2 separate regions of the Mus musculus genome follow, and region 2 is linked to region 1. A link is a contact called in public Hi-C data. All regions are on one chromosome and are shown on one strand. The core of a region is the stretch at or near the end of the contact, and the rest is flanking DNA. Distances in the headings are between cores, read along the strand shown. Region 1 overlaps Gm40929 (a long non-coding RNA gene). Region 2 overlaps Gm32939 (a long non-coding RNA gene).

Region 1 (4,542 bases), core at 1,064-3,563:
TCTTGTGGAATCATGGATTGGGATGGCTTCCAGGCTCCTGGCGACTGCTCAATGCAATGGCCGGTGACTGCTCAATGCAATGGCCGGTTTCTCAGCATGCCATCTAGGCTCCTCATGGGTCAAGAGAACTTCACATATCCTCTCATGTCTGTCTGTCAACGCATCCCAACCCATAAACAGACCCACCTTCTAGTTTCCCTTCCTTTTTTTTTTTCTGGCAGTCTGTACATAGTGAGTTTGAGTACCTGTCCTGAAACTCACTATGCAACCAAGTAAATTTACTTGCCTCTGCCTCTCAAGTGCTGGGATTTTGTTTAGTGTTGTTTTAAATCTCATGTATTTTAGAACCTATCATGACAAGTCTGGTTGGCTCCATTTGAAAAACGAAATGACTGACGTATTTTATGATGAATTACATGTATGCAAAGTATGAAGAAATTTTATTAAGGTGGGAGAAATAGCATCGCCTTAATGTAAGCAATAAGGTCCCACTAACTGAGCCACATCTGCCTTGTTCTTTCCCTGAGTGGGAAAGGTCCCTTTGCCTGGGGCTCTCTGGACTTTGCTCCCATTGAAAGACGGTTCAAGAGATCTAGATGAGACAGAAAGGACACACCCTTCCACAGGGTTGGCGCCAAGTCACAAACACACACAGCTTTGCAGCTCGCTAGAACCAAACACTGCTCTAAGAAATCGGTGCCAGTTAAAGCCCTTCAAATGCCTTTGCCTGCTTGTTCAAGTCAGGCTTCCTTTGACTGTTATCTCTCAGTCTGCATCTGCTGGGTAAATTCCTGAGGGGTGACTTCAGCGATGACTGAGGCTCAACCACAGGTCTGCAAGATAACGCCACGGAATCTGACCTGGTTGCTTGGGCTTCCTCTCAAATGTTGTACTAATTACAGAAATACCTTTATCTGCTAATTACATACAGATCAAACCACACTCTTTCCCTCTAGCCATCTGTGAAAATAGGATAAGTCACTCAAGGGAGGCTTTCTCAGGCAATTATAGTCCCTTGGTATCCAAGGGGGGATTTGATCCAGCATCCACACATGCGCTTAAGCCCATGGATGCTCAGGTCCCCTCTGTAAAATGGAGGGTATACCACAGCACCTACACGGTCCTCCCATAAACGTTAAATCATCTCTGGGTTATTTATACCAACCCTGGGTGGGTGAGACAGCTTGGTGGGTGAAGGTCTTACTGCTAAGCCGGACAACCAGAGTTTGATCTTTGACAGATCATGGATGGAAGGAGGAGAAAGCCAGCTTTCAAGGGTTGTCCTCTGACCTCCATATGCATGTGTGGCACCCACCCACATCCCCCCAAATGTTTTAAAATACCAAGTCCAATGTCAAGGCAACGTAAATGCAGTTAAACTTATTGTAGTCTGTAATGTCAGCCCCAATTTCATGATGTTTTTACAAACCTTCAGTCAGCAACTCAAAACAACAGTTTTTACAATCAAGAATTCTTATTACAATACAACCCAAAGGCCAGGTAGTGGTGGTGAATGCCTTTAATCCCAGCCCTTGGGAGGCAGAGGCAGGTGGATTTCTGAGTTCGAGGCCAGCATGGTCTACAGCGTGAGTTCCAGGACAGCCAGAGCTACACAGATAAATCCTATCTCGAAACAAAAACAAAAAAACCAAAAACAACAACAAAACAAAAAACAAAACCAAGAGGGACCCTAAGGTGATGGGGGGGGGGTGCTTGTGTACAAAGTTAAGGCTTAGTAAAACCACCCCAAGCCACTAATAAAGAACGAAAGAGTCTCGATCAGGGCTAGGTTAGGGTAAGGCTAGAGACCCACTTGGGAAGGGTTAATCATAATTGCTTCAGATACTCCACCAGCAAGGACGAAGCAGATCTATGACCCGGTGTCATGCAGTCAGCCTAAAGACCCACTATGTTCTTGGGTTTCATCTGGGACAAGTTCACCAACAGATGAAGTGGCTTTTAAGTGTGCTAAGCTAACTTGATACTCAGGTTCCTGGCACAAAGCAGGAGACAGAACTGGCCCCGGAATAGCAGCTGTGTGGAAATCCAGCTGTGAAGGGACAACATGTAGCAGGTCACAAAGGAGGTGGGAGGGAAAAGAGGGCGGGGCTGGCCATAACAGGGACGGTAAGGGGAAGAGAGGGCAGCCGCAAAAGGATTGGAGCATGTCAAGGGTAAGAATAGATGAAAGGGAGAAAACGGATGTAAGGGCCAGAGAGCTGGGCATCCAAGATAACGGAAGGCTATGCAGATAAGCGAACTCACATGAGCTACGCGGGAGCTACGTGGGACGTGGGAGAGGAGCTATTTGCGGCCGACAGCCTTTAATCTGTGATTCAAGAACAGCCTGTATGAGGAGGACAGCGGTGAGAAAGAATGGAGGAGGAGTTTCTGCAGGAAGTTTATGAAATCTGGCTGTCCAAAGCTAGCAAGCTGTTGGCAGTTGCTGAAAGAAATGTTCTATGTCTACCACTGTGTTTTAAGTAAGTGCCATCTCTTGGGTCCCTCCTTTCTTGGTGCTTTTCCCATTTGCAAATCGCCCCCCCCCTTCAGCCTCCCCCCCCCCAAAGATACAAAAGCCTCTACTTCACCCTCTCCTGTCACCTGTCCTGGATCTTTTGGCCCCTTACCACTCAGTGTGTGCCATTTATCTTTTGGCATACACAGGGCCTCTTTGCCCTTCTCAGCAGCCAGAGAACCTGTCATTCCAGTCTCCTTTCTCTTCCTACACGAGAATGTTTCTGTGGAAGTTCCCAGCATAGCCTGCCTGACCCACAGAGCTGGAAGCTCAACAGGGGAGTCTCTGGCTTCTTATCCCTGGGACTCCCTAACCCATTCTGTGGGTCAGATCTGGATCTCCTGCCTTGCTGGATTTCCTGTGACATCCAGGTTCTCCTTTACTTTCGAGCAGCCTCTCTTTCTTGCTTATATCTGTCCGTCCATCCATCCTGCCATTGGACCCACCATGCATCCAAACCATCCATGCAGACTGAGTGCTTTTCAGTCATTTTTGTTTCCTGGTCACCTGACACATGCTGTATCCCCTTCACTTCATCTCCTGCCGATCGATGATGGGTCTCCTCCCCGGCCTCCTTAGCCTCTTTCCCTTTCCCCGTCCTCTTGAAGACATGATTAGCTCTGTAAGAAGAGATGAATGCTAATACTCTGACTCTTGGAGAGAATATGTACCCACTTTCAACAACAGACTGATGAAGAACCCAAAGCTATCGTAACATAAAGCAGCAAAGAATGCTAGGGTTAAATTATACTATAGACTAAACAAACCAGCCATTTACAGGACATTACACTCTGCTGCTTCTCACACATTTGCCTAAGACTAAGCATGGTACAACACATGACATCCAAGAGCTGTGGAATGTATATTCTTCTCATCACACAGGGAACATTGTCTAGCACAGACTACTTTAGGCCACAAAATAAGTCTCAAAAATTAAACAAGTAAAATCTTATAACCAAAGTATGTTAATACATGAAATATCACAATTAAATGTATAAGTTTATAATGTACAATTTTTATAAGGATGTACAAATAACAAGGTACACATGAAAATACTTAAAATGAGGAAGAGGCCGATGGTGAGGAGAAGTATACACCTCCTCTGTTAGGAATAGCAGAGAAATACTAGAAACTGGGAACAAGGGGAACGGTAGCAACTACAGTTTCCTACTATAAACCCTGTTGTATCACAGGGATGTTTTAAAATGCTGCCCTGTGAAGATCTTTGAGCTATTCAGTGTATGAATTTGTAACTTTATATGCCTCCTCTGTTAGTGATAGTAGAATAGTACTAGAAACTGGGAACAAGGGGAACTTTAGAAACTGTACAAGGGAACTAGGTATGTTCTCTTGAATAATTAATAGAGCAATGAAGAAATCAAAAGGATAAAAGGGTTTTTGTTGTTGTTGTTGCTTTGTCAAGACAGGGTTTCTCTGTATAGCCCTGGCTGACCTGGAACTCACTTTGTAGACCAGGCTGGCCTCGAACTCAGAAATCCGCCTGCCTCTGCCTCTGCCTCCCAAGTGCTGGGATTAAAGGCATGCGCCACCACACCCGGCAGGAAAAAAGTTTTAATTAAACCAAATATAAATACACAAGCAGGTCCCTAATAACCATTCAAGGCAGTAATAAATCTCCCTAAATCTTTCAAAAGTTACCCCCAATGCTCCCCAAACTGTTTCTTAAACTAAAAGGAGAAGGGACACCATCAAACCCATTCTATGGAACCACAATTGCCCTGATAGCAAAGCTGGATGAGGATACAAGAAAGAAGGAAAACTATGTGACAGTTTCTCCAGTGAATGAAGATGCAGAAGTTCACGATAAGATCTTGTGAGCCAAATGCAGTACTGCATTAAGATCATGCACTATGAACAGATGGCTTTGTTCCAGAGACACGAGATTGACTCGACGTACACAAATCAGTAAATGAAACCCAGCATGTAAATAAGCTTAAGGTTAGAAATTACCTGGTCATCTCACAGCAGAAAAGGCATTTGACAAAGTTCTACATCCCTTCATA
Region 2 (4,400 bases), core at 81-2,580, 340 kb before region 1:
GAGTTACAACTGGTTGTAAGCTGCTGTGTGGATGCTGGGAATCAAATCAAGAACAACAGCTAGCATGGGCTTGCCTCAGCAAAATACCACCTGAGTCTGTCATAACACACTACAAAAACTTCCACTTCCTGGGGGGCTTTATTTTATTTTTAAGCTTGAGAGCAATGTCATTCAGAGTTCAAGACAAACAAAACCTGATGACAATTGTGGGTAGGTAGGAGGCTAGCTGTTCTCAACAATGTTTGTATTCAAGACCATCCAATCAGCAGCCAGCAGTGTCCCACTAGTGTTAATAGCTCCTTGGAGGCCTTGGGTAACTGGATTCTTCATGCTACTGGGTTTTCTGCTGCTGGTGGTGGTGGTGATGTTGTTGTTGTTGTTTTGGATTTTTTTGTTTTGTTGTTCTTGTTGGGGTTTGTGTTTGGTTTAGTTTGGTTTTCAGAGGCAGAGTTTCTGTTTCTCTTTGTAGCCCTGGCAGCTCCCTGAACTCTTTGTAGAGCAGGCTGGCCTCAAACTCAGATATCTGCCTGTCTCTGCCTCCCAAATGTTGGGATTAAAGGTATGAGCCACCACTGCCAGGCTAAAGGTATTACGATCCCGATGGAGGAAATACGGTTATTATTTCACTTAACCTTCCGCGCTGCACATAACCTGCCTCCACCTACTGGGGGTGGGGGGTGTAGGATTAAAGGCAAGTGCCACTGTGTTTCTATTCTTAGGAAGTCAGGATTCCCAGTAGTCTTTAGCAACTACTGACTGTAGCAGGCATCAGGATTTCCTCACGCTGACAGTGGCCAGTATGTTCTAGCTCCTGGGCTTGGGGTGTTAGAGGTCTTTTGGCCCAAATAGTTTGACAGCTCTCTAGAACTCTTCCAGTCCCTAGGCCGGCATTCTCTTTTCTCTAACTCTGTAGCTTTGTAGCCTCCAGCTGCCAAGTAGCCACTTACTGCTTCAGCAGCTTGGCCCAGCAGTCACCTAACCTCCAGTTGCTTCACTGTCTCTCCCGCTCCTTTCCTCGTGTTATCAGCTCAGCCCACGCTATTAAAAAAGCAAGAGAAGATCACTCAAGAGAAGCCTTTTATTGGGCATAACATTGCTACATGGGAAGGCAGTACAAGAAGGTGCGTCTGCCAGGATGCTTACTAAATTGCCTGCTTCTGTAGCTAGAGGAGGGAGGGGAGCTTGCTCCAATCAGAGCAAACCACATGCAAATGAGGGTTTGTGTTTGCACCAATCAGAGCCCTGTCTCTTTAGCCCTAGTCACAGCCGCTTTTCTCTCCATGGCACTCCCCCTCTGGCTTAGGTTGGAAGTGGTTACAGGGTAACCTGAGTTCACTGAGGCTTGTGATACCAAACAGTCCAGTTGCTGTCTGTTTGAACAGCCCTGGCCGAGGCCACCCCTTCAGGTGCAGGAACAGCCAGCTGCATTCAGAGCGTTGTCCTCTCAAAGCGCCTGTGGAGTATTCGACACAGCCAGTGTTGGCATTAAGTGTAGTCCAGCTGGCTTTTGATTGACAGTCCTTTTGCTCAAGGCGGCCAGGGCAACAAAGGAGAGTCCAACAGCTGCCAATTAGGAAGTCAGATAGCCCATCCCCCAACATCTTTGCTTATTTACTGGAAAATGAACATCAGAGGGAGTGCTTACAATGAGGGCTGATCGTTAGTATTAGCCGACTTTAAGAGTGCTTAAACAGTGCTCAGTGCCCTGGGTAGAGATGAGTCCCTTTCATCTGGCCCATAGTGGTCCTCTGTATCAAAAACAAACACAGAGAACAGCCGTTAGCAAATGGGGGAACTTTGTATTCCCGACAGTTCCCTGAACTGCCGTCACTCTTGCACGAATCACACTTCTAGGAAGCTTCCTGCCCCATCCCATTCTTCTCCCCGCAAAAAAAAAAAACTGCTGTTAACCCACCTTCCCTTGAGTATATTAGTATATATGCACATGGCCCAAAGCCTAGAAACAACATAGCACTTTTTTTTTAACCAGCTCCCTTCCAAAATAATGCTCCATAATGCCTCAGTGAATGCCTGCTGTCCCATGACAAGACATTTACCAAAGATGATCTGCCCTTATTGTCAAGTTCTGCTCAATGGTCAGAGAGGAAAGCAGTTATCTCCTGGCTTGCCTTATCTCTCTGAACACTTTACGGCCTGTTTCCTTTAGTTTCAAGCCACCCGGAGCTCTAGGACTTCTTTGCTTTGAGATTCAGCTTACAGGTTAAAATTAGCTCCAGAGCTCTGAAGGGGCGCCAGAGAAAGCAGGAGTGTGGTGGGAGTGGGTGAGAGCTAACCCGCAATGCAGATGACAGAGGAGTGAACACGAGGCACAAGCCTCCCTCAGACGTGGTCATCCCCCGAGAGAGGCACATGGGCTAGGGACCCCCACCCCCACCCCCGCAGACTGTAAGACACACAATTTATGCCATGCTATATGTGTGTTGCAGACAAGGTCTGAGGCTCTTACCTTTTATCCTTGCTAATGGGAATCTTCTAAACTGCTTTTTTTGTCTTACACGCTGCCTTTGGGTGTGGGCGGTTACGGTTTATAGATGCACTTGGACCAGGCTGCCTGCCTGTCCAAGGAACACCGGCTTTATGCTCTTCTCCTGTGGGTCTTGCAAAACAACATATTATGCCAATCTGTTTGCGTGAAAGAAGAGAACGAACATCATTTCATTTAAGGACCCAAGTACCAGCACAGGCTCTGGACAGAATCAGGCAAAAGGCATTTGTTCCATGTACCCTCCCTCCTCCGGGGATCATTTCTTCATTCCATGACATTGCTTCTTTGGTTGGATACTCGCTGCCTTCGTGTCTTCTCAGTACCCCAACCCATTAAGAAAGTGAAGTTCACCTCTCATTTCCAGCTTTAACCTGAAGATGGGCTCTAACGTCAGAGCCCTGGATTCAGGTCCTAGCAATTCATTTCCTAACTGGCTAGTGCAAATTTCTTAATCTCCCTCTGTAAAATACAACATGGGAAGCTCATTGTATCTGGAGGTGCGCTAGTGGCTTTGTGTAACTCAACAGATGACAAAATAGATTTGACCCAAAAATACAACATTTAAAGGTGGGATGGGCTGGTTGAATACCTGTGTCCTCTCCAAATCTCTGCTTTCTGTCCATCACTGTCAGTACCGTATTCCAGCTGGCTCCCTTCATATGGGAACACCTACCTCAGAAAAAGAGCAGCTCCTTCAGCCACAAGAAGTTACTCTCACCAAGGAATGCTATGTGCTGATTGGCTTGGGCCTGGGTTCTTAAGCCAATCACAAGCCAGGAGGGACCAGATTTCCACGACTGGTAGAGAACAGTCCAAAGCTTGAACACATACCAGAATCCCTCAAAGGACCGTTTTGAGACAGGGTCTAGCCTAGACTGCCTACAAACTCACTTGTTGCCAAAAATGTCCTTGAATTGTTGGTCCTCCAGAGGCCTTGGATTACAGGCAAACATGACCACATCTAGTTCGTGGCAGGCTGCAGGTTGAACCCAGGGTTTCCTGTGTGCCAGGCGATTATCTACTAACTGAGCTCCATCCCTCCGCCTGCCTTGAAAGGCTTGTTAAACGCGAATGAGAGCCCTAGCTCCAGAGCCTGGGTCATTTGGTCCAGAGAAAGCCTGAGAATGTGTTTTTCTAGCAAGTTCCGAGGTGATGTTGGTGCCATCAGACCACACTTGGATAGCAAAGGAACACATAGATTTAGCAGGGATCCTGGGAACCTGGGGTTAATTCCCCACAATGCACAGCAAAGAAGGAATGAAATAAATGTTGGGGGGTGGACAGTAAGATCCAAAACATTGCCCAGGAAATGTGAAAACTGTTTCATCAACCCCGTTGCTATGCAACAACGCACCCCAAAGTCCAGTGACTTAGAATTGCAACTTTGTACTGTTTCTGATGCTTCTCTGGGCTGGCTGGGCCGGGCTAGGCAGTTTTCACTTGGAGTCCCCCTTACATTTGTTGGTTGAGACCAGAACCATACAGACTATTGAGCTGAACATCCAAGATGTCTTCACTCAAATATGTGATGTGTGATAGCTAAGGGTTGATCAAGCATCTATTTCCCAACAAAACCATGCCACACGACAGCCTGGGATTTCTTACAACATTGCCATCCCAAGAGGAGTGTGTGTGTGTGGGTGTGCGCATGCATATGCATAGATGCTTGCGTACTTGAAGCACATGGGTATAGAGATCAAAGATCAATGTTGTGTATCTTCCTCTATCCCTCTCCACCTTAAGTTTTGAAACAGTCTCTCACTGAACCTGGTGCTCACCTATTGGCCAGACTGGCTGACTACCAAGCTCCTTGGATTCACCCTGTCTCTGATTCCCCTGCCCTGGGATCACAGGTGTATGCACCCAGGTTTTTTTTGTTTGTTTTTGTTTTGTT

What was found. Hi-C and Micro-C count contacts between places; a contact is called where the count stands out from the background.
Region 2: a Hi-C map of granulocyte-monocyte progenitors shows a contact between it and region 1, with 4 times the contacts expected there. The contact joins two enhancer-like sites. A contact is called at or near these places in 2 of 15 datasets of contacts at CTCF or cohesin (the NIH/3T3 cell line and embryonic stem cells), 28 of 484 Hi-C or Micro-C datasets (the HL-1 cell line, the NIH/3T3 cell line, Th1 cells and 22 more) and 11 of 115 datasets of contacts at active chromatin or transcription factors (the HPC-7 cell line, astrocytes, embryonic basal ganglia and 7 more).

Annotation. Positions count from the first base shown.
Region 1 is chr13:43,189,637-43,194,178 of GRCm38.p6, reverse strand. Gm40929 (a long non-coding RNA gene) reads right to left here. Exons shown (of 4, transcript XR_873309.3): 4 at 2,583-3,138. Among named protein-coding and RNA genes, the nearest start is that of Gm40929, 20 kb to the right of the region's middle. Within about 2 kb of position 2,313, at least 94 of the 459 cell types and tissues checked have an H3K27ac peak or open chromatin away from gene starts, as enhancers often do. A contact at or near this core is called in the HPC-7 cell line, cardiomyocytes, cerebral cortex and 4 more, where this site is marked.
Region 2 is chr13:43,528,446-43,532,845 of GRCm38.p6, reverse strand. It overlaps Gm32939 (a long non-coding RNA gene), which reads right to left. Exons shown (of 4, transcript XR_382266.3): 3 at 2,468-2,643; 4 at 1,061-1,748. Among named protein-coding and RNA genes, the nearest start is that of Gm32939, 14 kb to the right of the region's middle. Within about 2 kb of position 1,330, at least 205 of the 459 cell types and tissues checked have an H3K27ac peak or open chromatin away from gene starts, as enhancers often do. A contact at or near this core is called in the HPC-7 cell line, cardiomyocytes, cerebral cortex and 4 more, where this site is marked.